2 separate regions of the Dromaius novaehollandiae genome follow, and region 1 is linked to region 2. A link is a contact called in public Hi-C data. All regions are on one chromosome and are shown on one strand. Each heading gives the region's core, a stretch centred on a gene start, on an enhancer-like site or on the middle of the called end of the contact. The rest is flanking DNA. Distances are from core to core; before and after follow the strand shown. Region 1 holds the start of AMPD3 (adenosine monophosphate deaminase 3). Region 2 has its middle 9.7 kb from the start of CTR9.

Region 1 (6,304 bases), core at 1,858-4,357, 180 kb after region 2:
CTGCAGTTCCCTTTCCTTAGCCTCTTTCTGCCCGATAGGGCAGTCTTCAGGAACGGTGAATAGCGACAAGGCATCTTTGCTGTCTTCTTCTCGGAGGACTTTAGCAAATACCTTCTCCGCTAGAAGTCGCACCTGTTCATCAACCTCAGAGATGTTCAGCTTTGGAAACTGTCGGGGCATCTCGGCTGATAAGGAAGACAGTTGACAAAATTAGAACTGCAAGTAGAATAAAGATACATAAGAGACTTTTTTTTTTCACAGTACTCCTATTGATATTAAGAGCATACAGCAAGAGCAGAATAAATAGAATAGCTACACACAATGTCAAGTAGCATGAAGTATGCAAAAATCAAGTGAACCTACTGAGCATCTTTACTTAGTCATGCTAATTTGCAAATTAGGAACTTCTTAGTATGCTCATTTACAATTTGGTTTTTTTCCTCCTAACAGAAATATGGTTTCTAAGGTTCCAGTTCAGTTGGAAGTATAAAACACCTAAAAGTTAAGAAATAAATGGATCATCCTGTGGTAACAATGAATAAAAGGTAGACCTAACAGATGAGGCTTCCACTGTTGAATAATTCTCAGCTGGCTTGAAAAAGTGGCAGGTGTTCAAACATAAGTAGAAGATGGTCTTCTGGATGGCTTTGGAGAACATAACGAAGGCAAGGGTTTAATGTTTGGGTTTTTTGTTTTATATTTTAAATTTCTATTTAAGTAGCCATTCATCACAAAATATTTCCATTTTATTATAGCAGCACTACTGAAAATATCATCATTAGTGCTTCTTTGATAGTTTCATTGCTTTATTCAAATCCCATTCTCACACGCAATCTAAAATCTGAAACTTGACACGTATATATGGTAGCATTCTGGAGGGGAAAGAGATACAGTGCGTGCAAATTACTTCTCAGCATTATTTATTATGTACTATAAAGCCCTCTTAAATGCCTTCAGTATGACGGTGTGTGTAACAAATAAGATTCAATTCTTATTAACATAAGTTAAAAATAGAGCTGAACATGTCACAACAAATGGATCCAAACATTGCCAGAATGTGGAGATGTTTGGGTCTAAAACCAGCATTTCAGAATCCTTTTTAGTTTCAAAAAATACAAACATATTTGGTAAGATGGTATATCTTTAAATAACTTGATGTATGCTGAAAATCAGCATGGGTCATGACAGCTTTTAACCACTCTTAAGGCATAGCTTACCAGTGCCCCATCACAGTATCTCTGTGGGCATGCTGCAAGTTTCACATGTTGATATGCGATCCTTTTGATATGTGATCCTGTTGATTTCAGCCTAAAAGATTCTAATTAATGTCCACCTGTTTTCACAGTTGCTTTAAGAACACTTCTGCTTTTATTCTAAACACAACTATACTATTAAAAAGTGATGAGAGAAATATGGCAACTTAGCTATCACCTACATTATTTTGTGTTCTTATTTTGTGACCAACCCAAAGCCCAGTAGAAAAATTCCACTGACTTCAATGAACCGTGGATCTGACCCCATGCAGTTCTTCTGCTTGCAGAGTATTTGTTTTGCAATTAATATTAATTCTTCATAAAATGAAGTATAACCACACAACAAACATATACAGATACATACATGCTTACCTGAATGACTCAATGACAATGCACTCTGATGCCTTAGAAGCATGCAAACTTAGAGTCAGTTTCTCAATTTCAAAGCTCAATGAAGTCATGGGAGTCTTTCCACTGACCTCAATGAACAGTTGTCAGCAACACTAACTGACACACGTAGAGCTGCCAGCCACAAGGACCTCTTTGGCCTCTTTAGCTGGTGGCAAAACAGCTTTTAGAGTTAGTAATTCAACTACATTAAGAGTGCTTGCAATCTGAGTAAGATGTGGATAATAATGTTTCTTCTACTGCTAAATCAGCAATGAAATTTTTTTCAGTACCGGCTGACTGAGAGTCAGGTTGAGCTTATCATTGGCTGAGCACTTTCCCAGGTTCAATTTAGGTTTAATAAACCTAAAGTGGTTGTGAGACACTCCATGTAATACTCATGCAAGCTGTACCATCCCACATGGGAAAGGGATGAGGATCTTATCCCCCTATAGAAAGTGTGGTCCTTTACTCCCTCCAGGATGAGAGTGACTAGAGATGGGAAGCGGGGTTTTAATACCATACAGCAAATCCAGCCTTTTCCTAAATCTCTCTCTCAGAGAAAGGCTCCTTGGTCCTTCACCCTTGGCAGAAGGAAAGGGTGCTATCGCTCTTTAAACACGCTGCAGGAAAAATGGTGGGACGATCATCTCAGAAGCAGTTATCGATCAGGAACCTAACGGGCTTGAATATTTAATGAGCACACGCCGCTGAAAAGCGCCGCCGCCCCGCGGGCTCTCGGTGCCGTCCCGGGCGGGCGCGCAGAGCCGGGCGGGCGCGGCAGCCCCGCGGCGGCCGCCAAGGTCACGGCCCCCTCGCCTGCCCGCCGCCGCGCTCCCCCCGGCCCGGCACTTACCCAGCGCCGCGGGGAGAGCCATGCTGCGGCTGCGGGGCCGCCCGCGGCAGCCGGCAAGAGGGAGGAGCCGCTCCCCGCTGCCGCATCCGCCCGCGGGCCGCCGCAGTGCCGCCCGCCGCCCTGGCCCCGGCCCTTTATGGCCCCCGGCCGGGCGGCCAGCTGCCGGCTGGGCGGCAGCATCCCGGCCCGCGGCCGCGGCGGAAGGAGGGCGGGCGCCGCGGGGAGGGGGCGGCTGCCAGGGAGCTGGGCGCCCCCCGCCCCAGCCCCGGCCCCGGCCCCGGCGGCGCCGCCGCCCCGCCCCGCCCCGCGCCGCCTGCGGGCGCGGCCGCGAGCCCAGCGGCGGTTGGCGCGCGGCGCGCTGTGGCGCGAGGAGCCGTTAACGGTCGCCCGGGGGGGAGGGGGGCGCGCGCCCCGTGCGTACCTCAGTCAGGAGCCCCCGCCCGGGGCCGAGCGGGGAGGGTTGGGCTTGTTGCTCCCGAGACGAGGGAGGCGGCCCCGGTTTCAGGCACTGCCCGGCGGCACCTCGTCCCCGCGGCTGTACCTGCGGCCACGGGAGCGGGCCGGGGCGAGGCGAGGCGCGGCGCCTCCCGCCGCGGCGGGGGGGGCGCGGCTCTGCCGCCTGTGTGGGAGCCGGGAGGATCCGGGCGAAACCGCCTTCCCCCGCGCCGCGGCAGCCCGCTTCCCTCCGGAGGCTTCAAGACAAAAGTCCCGCTGTCACATGGCTCCTCGCAGGCGTGGGAGGGCGCTAACCTGGGCGGGCCGCCCGCCCCGGCCCACGGCCGCCGCGGCAGCCCGGTGTGGGCCACCTTCGCAAGCGCTTGTTTGAAAGCTCCTCCTCAGGAAGCGCTTTAATACAGAAAACTTTCGCTCGAGACCAAAACGCCTTCAGGTCGATGCAAAGGTGACACCTGATAAGTAAGTGTGCTGACAACGTATCCCTATCGAAAGTAGTTTCAGCCATGTTTGTCCTTCAGCATAAAGACTGGATTCAGGTGCTGGCGCAGGTCAAAAAGCAATCATAAAAATAAACTTACCAAGTAAAGATCCCAATGCAAATAACTGCTAAGAATCTAACACAATTCCAGGATATACGAACACCCACGTTTACTGTGTGTTCTAGATGGTCCCATGTCTGAGGCAAACTTCTTCGCTAGGACAAAGAAATTACTTCTAAAGGACAACGCTGAAGGTCAAAACAAGCATGACTCAGCAGGAATGAGGTCCTTAACATGTACAATAATTTGACCTTAGCTTGAGAGATTTCAGGCCCTGAATCTGAAAGGTTTAGGGATCTTTATGGTATGTTTGGGTCACAATACCTGGAGTCTAATCCAAAGATCCAAGGCATTTAATCCTAAGGCATTTAAACACAAAAGGATGTTTAGGGTACAGGGAAGCACTGGGAATGTAGCAACTGAAGAACCAGGGCCCTTGTGTAAAACGACAAAGAGAGTAAAAATGTATCTCCGAAAACATCAGAGGGATTGGATATTCCTGTGGCCAGGGCAGTCCCCTATATGTACTCGCAACTTTGTAAATGAAGAAATGCTCCCTTCATAAATCTCAAGTTTTTTTCAGACTCAGGAATTCCTTTGCATCACACAGTTGGTGAAGAAATGGAAATAAAAAGAAATTAGATAACTGTACAAAGTCTGAGCTGGGAAGAAGACCAGCTGTTTTGACTAATATCAGATGGACACCTTAATGTACTACGGGACTCATGAAAGAATAAGAAAAAAAGCTAAGAATTAGGGACACAGCTATTGTATAAGACATAGACCTGCCAACACCAAGCATTTGAACATGAATCAGCCATATAGAATCATAAGACTGACTTTAAAGTAATGATACTAAAAAAGTAGGCTTTTGTTCTTCTCTTAGTTTGGAATAAAAGGCCGTGTATGTGTGTTTCTCCCACAGTAACTCTGCATGCCTTCATCAGCTGCTGTCAGGCTACACCCAGACAAACCATCTGCCACCCAGGAAACTACATACTGTAAGTGTCTGTAAGTCTGACTCATGTTTGCCCTGCCCACATGATATATGAGGAAAGGACACCTGTTGTTCCTGGACATTCAGTACCCTCATTGATTGCTGACATGTTTGTCCTGCTTCTTTTCTCGCGTTCCCCTAGTCCTTCTCCCAGTCGCCTCCCTGAACTTGCCCAGACTTGCTGGCTTCCCATCCCAGAGCTTGCCTTACAGCATGGGTTCTTTGCCGGCCCTCTAATCGTAACTGTGCCCTGCGTGTTGGACTCGGGAGTCCCGTGGCTTCTTGGAGTCTTGGTCTCAGCTTGGCGAATGGGTCTTGCCTCCACACTTCATTCGTCTGGGTTCTAACCTCTGGCCACAAGAGCTTGTGATAGCTCCCCCTCATGCTTTTGCTGGCTTTCCACCAACCATGACAAAAGGGTAAGAGTCTCAAAGATAACTGAGCTTCTACAATTTTCTTTCATGGAAACAGGAAGCTCTGTATGCCCCAAGTGAAAAAAAGGCTGCAGTCTAAACACCTGAGGATTCACGTGGAAGGGAGACCTTAAAAATGCCTTAACAAAGTAAAAGCTTCTATTAGCAATGAGATGCAAATCCCTGAAAACCTAGGCCACTTTTTCTACATGCTCATGGAACTATTTAAATGAGCTTTCCTTTTGTACCAAGCCAAAGTGCTGGAAAGGTTTAAAGGCAAGCTGAGATCATAGCCTAGTAAGCACAACTATAGCAACTTGAGCATTAAGAAAAAGCACTATTGCAAAATAGTGCATGGATTGTAGGAATGGGATCATGATAATAAATTGACAAGATGATGCTCCAAGACCTCTCACATTTTGCAAAAGCAATTAATATGATCAGTAGTTATACAAACTGTGTTCAGAACATATATTGGACTAGAGGGTATGTCTAGCTTTATGTCCTATCTCTGCCCTCATAATAAGCAGTTCACATATATCTTTGAAAAGTGGAAACAAGACTTTTAAGCTGACAACTATGAAACAGTGTCTTTGCAACAATAAATGCTATTGAACAAAGATTACCCCACTGATGTCAGGCAGCACCCTGTTAAACACTTACTATCCGGCCCATAAAGGAGTCTTTTTGCCAACCCAGTTAGTGATTAGCTAATGCTTTGATACATCTTATTGCATCTCCAGAGTGATTTTAAATATTCTGATTCCTGTCATAAAATGTAAATACTTTCTGAAAACATCTAGCTTTTTTGGTTCACTGCTTTTGTGTAGCAATAGCTCCCACAGGTAAGTTTAGCAATGTGTAAGAAGTTATTTCTTTTTATGTTTTAAATTTTACTATACAAAAAGGTATCCCCACCTTTTACAACACAATTACAGCTAGTTACATTTCTTTATATTGTTTAAATGCTGTATTTCTACTATGCCTTCAATCTGCTTTAAGCCCTACTTTAGAGATTAATCATTTGGTGACAGTAGTAAACTCACGTTAATTTCCAGTATAGATGATATTTGGACTACGCCTTCACAGTCAGTCTGGCATTGGGACAAAAAGAAATTCAGTAAAAGTTTTAAAGATTTGCTGGCATGTCAACATCCAATGAAAAATGGAATAAAATAAAGAAAATCCTAATTATACATTTTGTATTATTAATACTTATTTTTAGAAACAGAAAAATATTATCTAGAAGATGACTAAAGCTAGAATGCACATTCATGAAAATTAGGAAAAATTTCCTCATTATCACTTCAAATTGTTTCGGTTGTTATAAACATACTGCTTTCATTCCAACTGCATTAAAAGCTAATGGATTTTAAATTTTTGATAGATTCCTATTATGACTG
Region 2 (6,436 bases), core at 2,931-5,430:
TTGTTTGGGAAAATAACGCATGGTTGTATGATGTCAGGCATTACTTACCCTCTTTTCAAGACGTGCTTTTAAATTAGCCTGTTCTGATACATGAGGGTCATAATACAGATACTGGACTTAATGATCACAATGTGTGTTTTTAAAGGAGTCTAGGCTACAGCTCACAAGAGTAGCAAGCTACCAGAGTAGAAAGACTATATTGCAAACTGCCAGAAAATTCTTGTTTTGAATATTAATAGGACAGTATCTATCATTCCCAAAATGAGTAAGACCTGACTGGTGTCAAGAGTGAAACTGGCCTCTCTGAATGCTGCGTATGGAGTTCTGCCTGAAGTTGAGATGTGATTTTTCTTGCCAAAGGGCACTACTGTCCCAAAGTCCTCTGCCACTGGAGTTGCCCTCCATGATGCAGTATGTTTATAAATAAAAGTATGTGTTTCTATCTGCAAGCTCAGCCTGGGATGTAAAGTCAAGCTCTGTTCTTTCCCGCTTGCACATCATCACCATTAATAGAGCTGCTGCTGGAACTTGGTCAAGAATTCTGTTGATTCAGGAGCCAGGAAAGAAACTCCCAGAACTATGTTGCCTCTGTAAGGATGAGTAAAAGTTTATTTTTATCAGTCAAGTGACTATGAATGCCTACAGATCAGATCATTTAAATTAAGGAATATGCCACTTTCACTAGATATTATTTCTGATCATTATCTTGCTGGGTGTGAGATGGCTTCTGTTTGCATCTTGGCAGATTGCTTTGCAATGTCAAGGCATATGTGGGCATTCATAGTGTGCTGGAAACAGAACTTGTAAGAGAAACACTTTTAATTAGTTTAAATATTCTCAAACATATATGGTTTCTGTCAATCAAATATAACACAACTTTAGTACTGAACTAGACTTCTCATGTAGGCAAAATTGGTAGATACGGTACATTTGACAGCTGCGTGACTCAAGTCTGAAAGACCAGGTGTGCCTCCTAGATTCTCATTTTCTGGAAGACAGGTATATTTTTTTAATATTAAAGGAGAGTGCTTTTTTAACAGTAGCAAGGGCTGTTGCATTTTCTAGTGTAATCTTAAAGACTTCTTTCTTCACTTATCTGTGCCACTTGGTGCAAAGCCTACATATATGGAGTATCATTCTTGTATTTGGGTGTTTGCTTAATTTGTCTTAAAATCTGTAATGATGAAATTAACTTTCTTTGCTGTTAAGGATTTCCTGAAAGTTTACCTGAAATTCCCTTGCTGAAACTTAATTCCGTTGTGTCCTATTCATGAGTACATAGAAAACCTGTCTTACTGTCTTTCTCTAAGGTCATCTGTACTTCACACTGTGGGCATGTAGATGGAGCAGTCTGTCTGGTCCTTTGTAAACCGATGATGCGTCATTAAAGGATTTTAAACACTATAACTGGAGTGCTGAAAATCCTGAATCCTTTGAATTTACGTACATGTAAATGATAATGTCAACTTCTGCAAACATTTCTTCTAATATATGTTAATCTTAACAAAAAAAAAACCCAAACTTTTATTGTCCTTCAAGAAAGGTCAGTCATGGTGACTTGTAATACAATATTTTTATGATTCAGTTTAGTATGGTCTTTTAATGGCCATGGAGATAGTGTAGGTATACAGAAGAGAGGGAAAGAAAAGCAAACTGGAGCACAAATTTAGCAACAATGTGTCTGCAATCTTCTGCAAAACATTTCAAGGATTGGTCACTGGTAAGCACTGGAGAAAAGAAACTTTTAAGCAAAATGATTAAGTAGACCTAAAAATTTGAATGGAAGTCTTTGATTTCCCTCTGCAAAGTTTTATAACGGATGTAATAAAGCTCAAGTCTCATACAACTGAGAAACTTCCAAAATAGCCAGTCATGATCCTGACAAATGAATCATTTGGAGAAGCTGGCTTCCTGTTTTTTCAAATACATCTTAACTGTGTCTTAAAAGCACTTTTGTTATTGCCCTGCTATGCAGAACCTGCCAAGGGTTACTGAGAATAAATTGCACAAAAATCCTTTCTTTCATAAAGATTGTAAGTTTACCAAAATTTTTTTTCTGTCACTATCACAGTTTTGTACATGTAGAACTATAGTTGAGGCAGCTGGAGATGCATGGCTACTCAATTCTTTCGATTACTCTGATTTTCCAGGTTTGGGAGATTCCATCTTATCCTTTTTAATCTCCTCTGTGACCTGCATGGACCTGTTATTATAGCAAGGAAGGCTGAGATTTCTCTTTGGAGCTTTTATAGACTCTAGATAGGGTTGTTCCAGAGCTTCAAAGGCTCTGCTAAAGTTTCCTAAGCTCTTACCGCATGAGGTAGAAGAGACCTACTTTGAGCCCAAATATGTACTCTCTCCAAACTTATCTTGTCCTTTGCCATAAACCTAGAGATTCAGCCTAATATACTGATGAGAACATAAGAGAACAAGAACATTTTTCAGTTAAAGTTAATTTTCCTTCATTTGCAGGAAGAGTGTGCAGCCTCACAATTTTTCTGTGCCAGTAGTCAAGCAGTGTGAATATCAGCAGAGGGCAGTATTGAGGTATAAATAGGAAGTACTTCAAAAAAAAAGTTGGCATATGTTTTCAGTTTTCCTTTTTAAAGCTGCAGAATAATTTAGGATGAAAGGGATCTCTGGAGGTCACTTGTTCTGACCCCCTGCTCAGAGAGGGCCAAATTCGAAGTTAGATCCAACTAGCATGGTAATGTTTCTGAATTTTCAGTTATTCTATAACAGCTTGGGATCACGTTAATTTCCCCTCCAAACCACTGTTACATCCAGTTGTGAAACTGGATAGAAAGAATGCCCTATGCTGAAGTGTAGGTTCATAGTTATTTTAACTGATTAATAATAGGAAAATTATTTAGACATTTTTGTTTACAAAGTCAGAATATATATATATATATATTTTTAACAAGCTCTATTTTGTGTTCTTGTGAACTTTAATAATGAGACTAATTTTTTTCAGGTGCTTTCCTACATGTATCTTGTCTGTTACTTCTGCAAGGCAGGATTGATCAGCATGGTTATATCTATGCAATTTCTATTGAAATAATGTTTTGCCATTGTGGATTTTTTAATATGGGTTCTATAGAATAGAATGATCTTCTGTTTCCTATTCAATATAGTGATTTTTCTGATCCCTTGTTGGAGACTTCAAATAGACAGCAACAATGAGAATTTAAAAAAAAATGAATATTGCTTTCCCATTAAGAATGTTTTTCAAGATGTATTGAATTTGTGAACATAATCATTAAAATTTGATGTTTCTCCAAATCGCTAAGTTTTATTAAGGACAATTTGGTAGACTATTGAATTTTGTAGGATGCAGCATTTTTCTTCAGCTTATGCAGTTCTGCAGTGCTTTTTCAGGAGTATACTTGAGACAAAAGTGCAGGCATCTGAGCTGTGGAACAACTGCCTATTATAAAATACCAAATGTAATGCTATGCTAGGGAGTTTACTGATAGTCATGTCACATAGAGATTTCTGACATTTATTTAAACAATTATACAGATTGTTAGTTCATTTAGACTTAAAGACAAATGTTTTGCTAATACCTTCAGTCTGAGAAGCAATGCTCTTGCATCTCATAGCAATGTCTAGTTTTATGTCTTTTTCTGACAAACGAAGAGTTACAGTGTGTATTGGAAGGGGAGCTTGTTCCCCCCAGCACACACACACACTTCTCTTGGCTCTAGAAAAGTGAATAATAAGAAAATTATGTCACTCTTAAGAGTAACACTAATGTTTCTTTGCATACCCCTACTGAGGAAACTGGAACATGCTCATAAGGAGATTGCTTGGCATCTCAAAAACACTGGTTCCTCTTTTAACAGAACTGATCAGGTTTGAAAGCTGTTCAGCTAAAATTCTCAAGTCTCGCCTTGGTCTTCCCAAATTTTGGGTCAGGAACCATCATCAAACTGCCGAATCTGTTGTGAGCTACCAAGCATGTACTATCAAATTTTTAAATTTAAATAGGTTTTAAAGATGATACAATTACATGTACCCCAGCAGACTGCTGAATGTTGCCTGAATGATCTGCACCATAGTTTGGGAGCTGCTGGTGTAGGATACTGTGTGAATGTTCCTGATCTCACTGTAGTTGGTGAGTCATAGCTGCAGATCTGTCAGAACTGAGGATAGGGTCTGTCCTGTTGTGACTGCTGCTGTTAATGAGTGTGCACTGGAACAGCTGGCTGCATACAGCACAGCTGAACGGGGACCTGTGAAGCAGAATGGTACTAACATAATTAGTTCCATATTAGCAATAAAGAATTGCAGTGTTGGCTATATGTGAAAACATTACTTCCATATGGAAATAATATTAAGTTAGAACTTCTGATATATATTCTTCATAGAATGCTAGAACTTGGGGTGAATGGATAGATTACTGGGAAGAAACACTATGTAGCTTGCTTTGTTAATTGGAAGTATCATATTAAGGGATTTTTAAGAGGGTTTGGAGTTAGGATCAGCTAAGCTAGTATGGAAGCCTGTGTAAGACTGCAAATGAGCCAGAACGTAAACATTGTTTTTAATAACCCTGGGAGAGGTGGTGTGTTTAATCACAGAGGATCTCCTATTCCTGTGACTTGTAGGGGATTTACCAAAGTATTAGGTTATCTGCTGTGCTAAAGTTAATTTTTGGGTTGGGAGGAATGGGTAATAGTTATTGTAGACTAGAGAGGCCCCACTTTAACAGAATAATACTGTTTGCAATGCTTTTCAGCCTGCTGTAGGAAAGGTTTCAAGAGGTGAAAACTAGATTACCTTTTATAAGCAAAGAATGAACTCTTCTGGGTGTTTTCACACTGGTATTGAGTACCTGTTGGTCTGTAATCCGATTTCAAAATTCTTATGAGATTAATAACCTCTTTATTATGAGGAATTAACTTATACTGGGGTTAAGAGATGAATCCTCTGGCTTTGTAATACTCACTACATTACGCATGTGTTATTTTTTTTAACATAAGCTTTGCTGAATTGAGAGGCCCAACAATATGCTTGGTTTTTGTTACTTAAAGTGATAAATGTCATCTAGCAGTTTTGAATTTTCATTTTTAAATTTGGTAAATAAATCAGAATAGCAAGGCAGCGTTCATTTGTAGGGTGCTGAGAAATAAACATGTAGTTCATGTCAGGCATAAATGCTGTTTTTGTGATGGAGCTTTTGAAAAACAGATCTTCTTAGATGCCTAACTACTTCTTTAGCATACGCAGCGGAGTTTAGTCAAATCCGCGGTTTAGATTGCTGGCAGTGATCCAAACAAATTAGTTTAAACTAGCTCAGGCAAATGGGCCACATGAGCCACATTCATTCTGAGCGTTGCTGTGTATACATTCCCACAACAGAAAATACGATTTCGTGTGGAATTCAGTAAAAACTGGAAAGTGCTGCTGGGGCCTTGGGTGAATGCAGACTAGGCCAGTACTGCTCTGCTATCAGCACCCAGCATACCTTGGGTATGGTGTGTCTTTTGGCTGTGATCAGAACTTTGGCAGGGTTTATATGATGTTTTATAAATGTAGCTATGCTGCTTCAAGGCCTGCACAGCTTGCGTGGGCCCAGCTTGTATATCTGCACTGTTTTTCCCCACTACCTTCTGTTCCTGGAGCTGCACAGGACTGCTCTTTGTGCCACTGTTACAGTATCTCCTTACTGTAAAAGCTGGAGGCAAATCCAGACAAGTAGATGATATACTTCAGTCACTGACAAGGAACTGTCTCACCTGATGAATGGGAATATTTATTATGTAAGAACAATATAAAATGAGAACATGGACTCAAATTACTCTGTTTAAAAATATATTTTTTTAAAAATTCTGAGATAAATTCCTTAATTTTCAAGTGCTGAAAATCCATTTTTTGTCAATTAAACCTTTATGGTTTAGAAATGCAGATGCTTTCTATTTGCTTTTAATAATAAATATTTTTATATCAAATATGCAGATCAGCAATACCAGCTGTAATCATGCAGGAAGTCAATAAATATCTGTAAGGCATTTGGGTACTGTGACAACTGAGCATGATGGAAGAGGACGGGACGAATGAAAGAAGTAAAGTACTCCTGTAGTCGATTTTAAATGGCATATGATCTGGAAGACTTGAGGCCATGCAAGGTATAAAAAAGGGAAAAAGTTCTGAACAACTGCTTATGACATAAATACCGTCTAGTCTGAGTACTGACAGGGACCACTGAGTCCTGACTGAGACTGTAATACCTGTATTTTAAGCAACACAAACTCACAAGTTTGCTGTCCCAACAGTCTTAATGTGGGCAGGGGCACTACTGTAAGCTTGCATCTCTCATGCAGTAAACATAGCTCAAAAGGGAGATTAGGGACAAAGACGAGGGATTGACTGAACCTTAATAATGTGGAAGTTATGAATGGCCTTTGTTTAAATTGTCACTCTAACTCACAAG

What was found. Hi-C and Micro-C count contacts between places; a contact is called where the count stands out from the background.
Region 1: a contact with region 2 is called in a Hi-C map of liver, with 4 times the contacts expected there. The contact joins the promoter of AMPD3 here to the enhancer-like site in region 2. A contact is called at or near these places in 2 of 4 Hi-C or Micro-C datasets (brain and liver).

Annotation. Positions count from the first base shown.
Region 1 is chr5:61,139,090-61,145,393 of bDroNov1.hap1, forward strand. It overlaps AMPD3 (adenosine monophosphate deaminase 3), which reads right to left and starts at 3,108. Exons shown (of 15, transcript XM_064513015.1): 1 at 2,918-3,108; 2 at 1-185. The coding sequence starts at 180. It overlaps LOC135328513 (a long non-coding RNA gene), which reads left to right and starts at 3,245. Exons shown (of 3, transcript XR_010389486.1): 1 at 3,245-3,411; 2 at 4,417-4,492.
Region 2 is chr5:60,959,706-60,966,141 of bDroNov1.hap1, forward strand. No RefSeq gene overlaps it. Among named protein-coding and RNA genes, the nearest start is that of CTR9, 9.7 kb to the left of the region's middle. Within about 2 kb of position 4,181, at least 2 of the 2 cell types and tissues checked have open chromatin away from gene starts, as enhancers often do.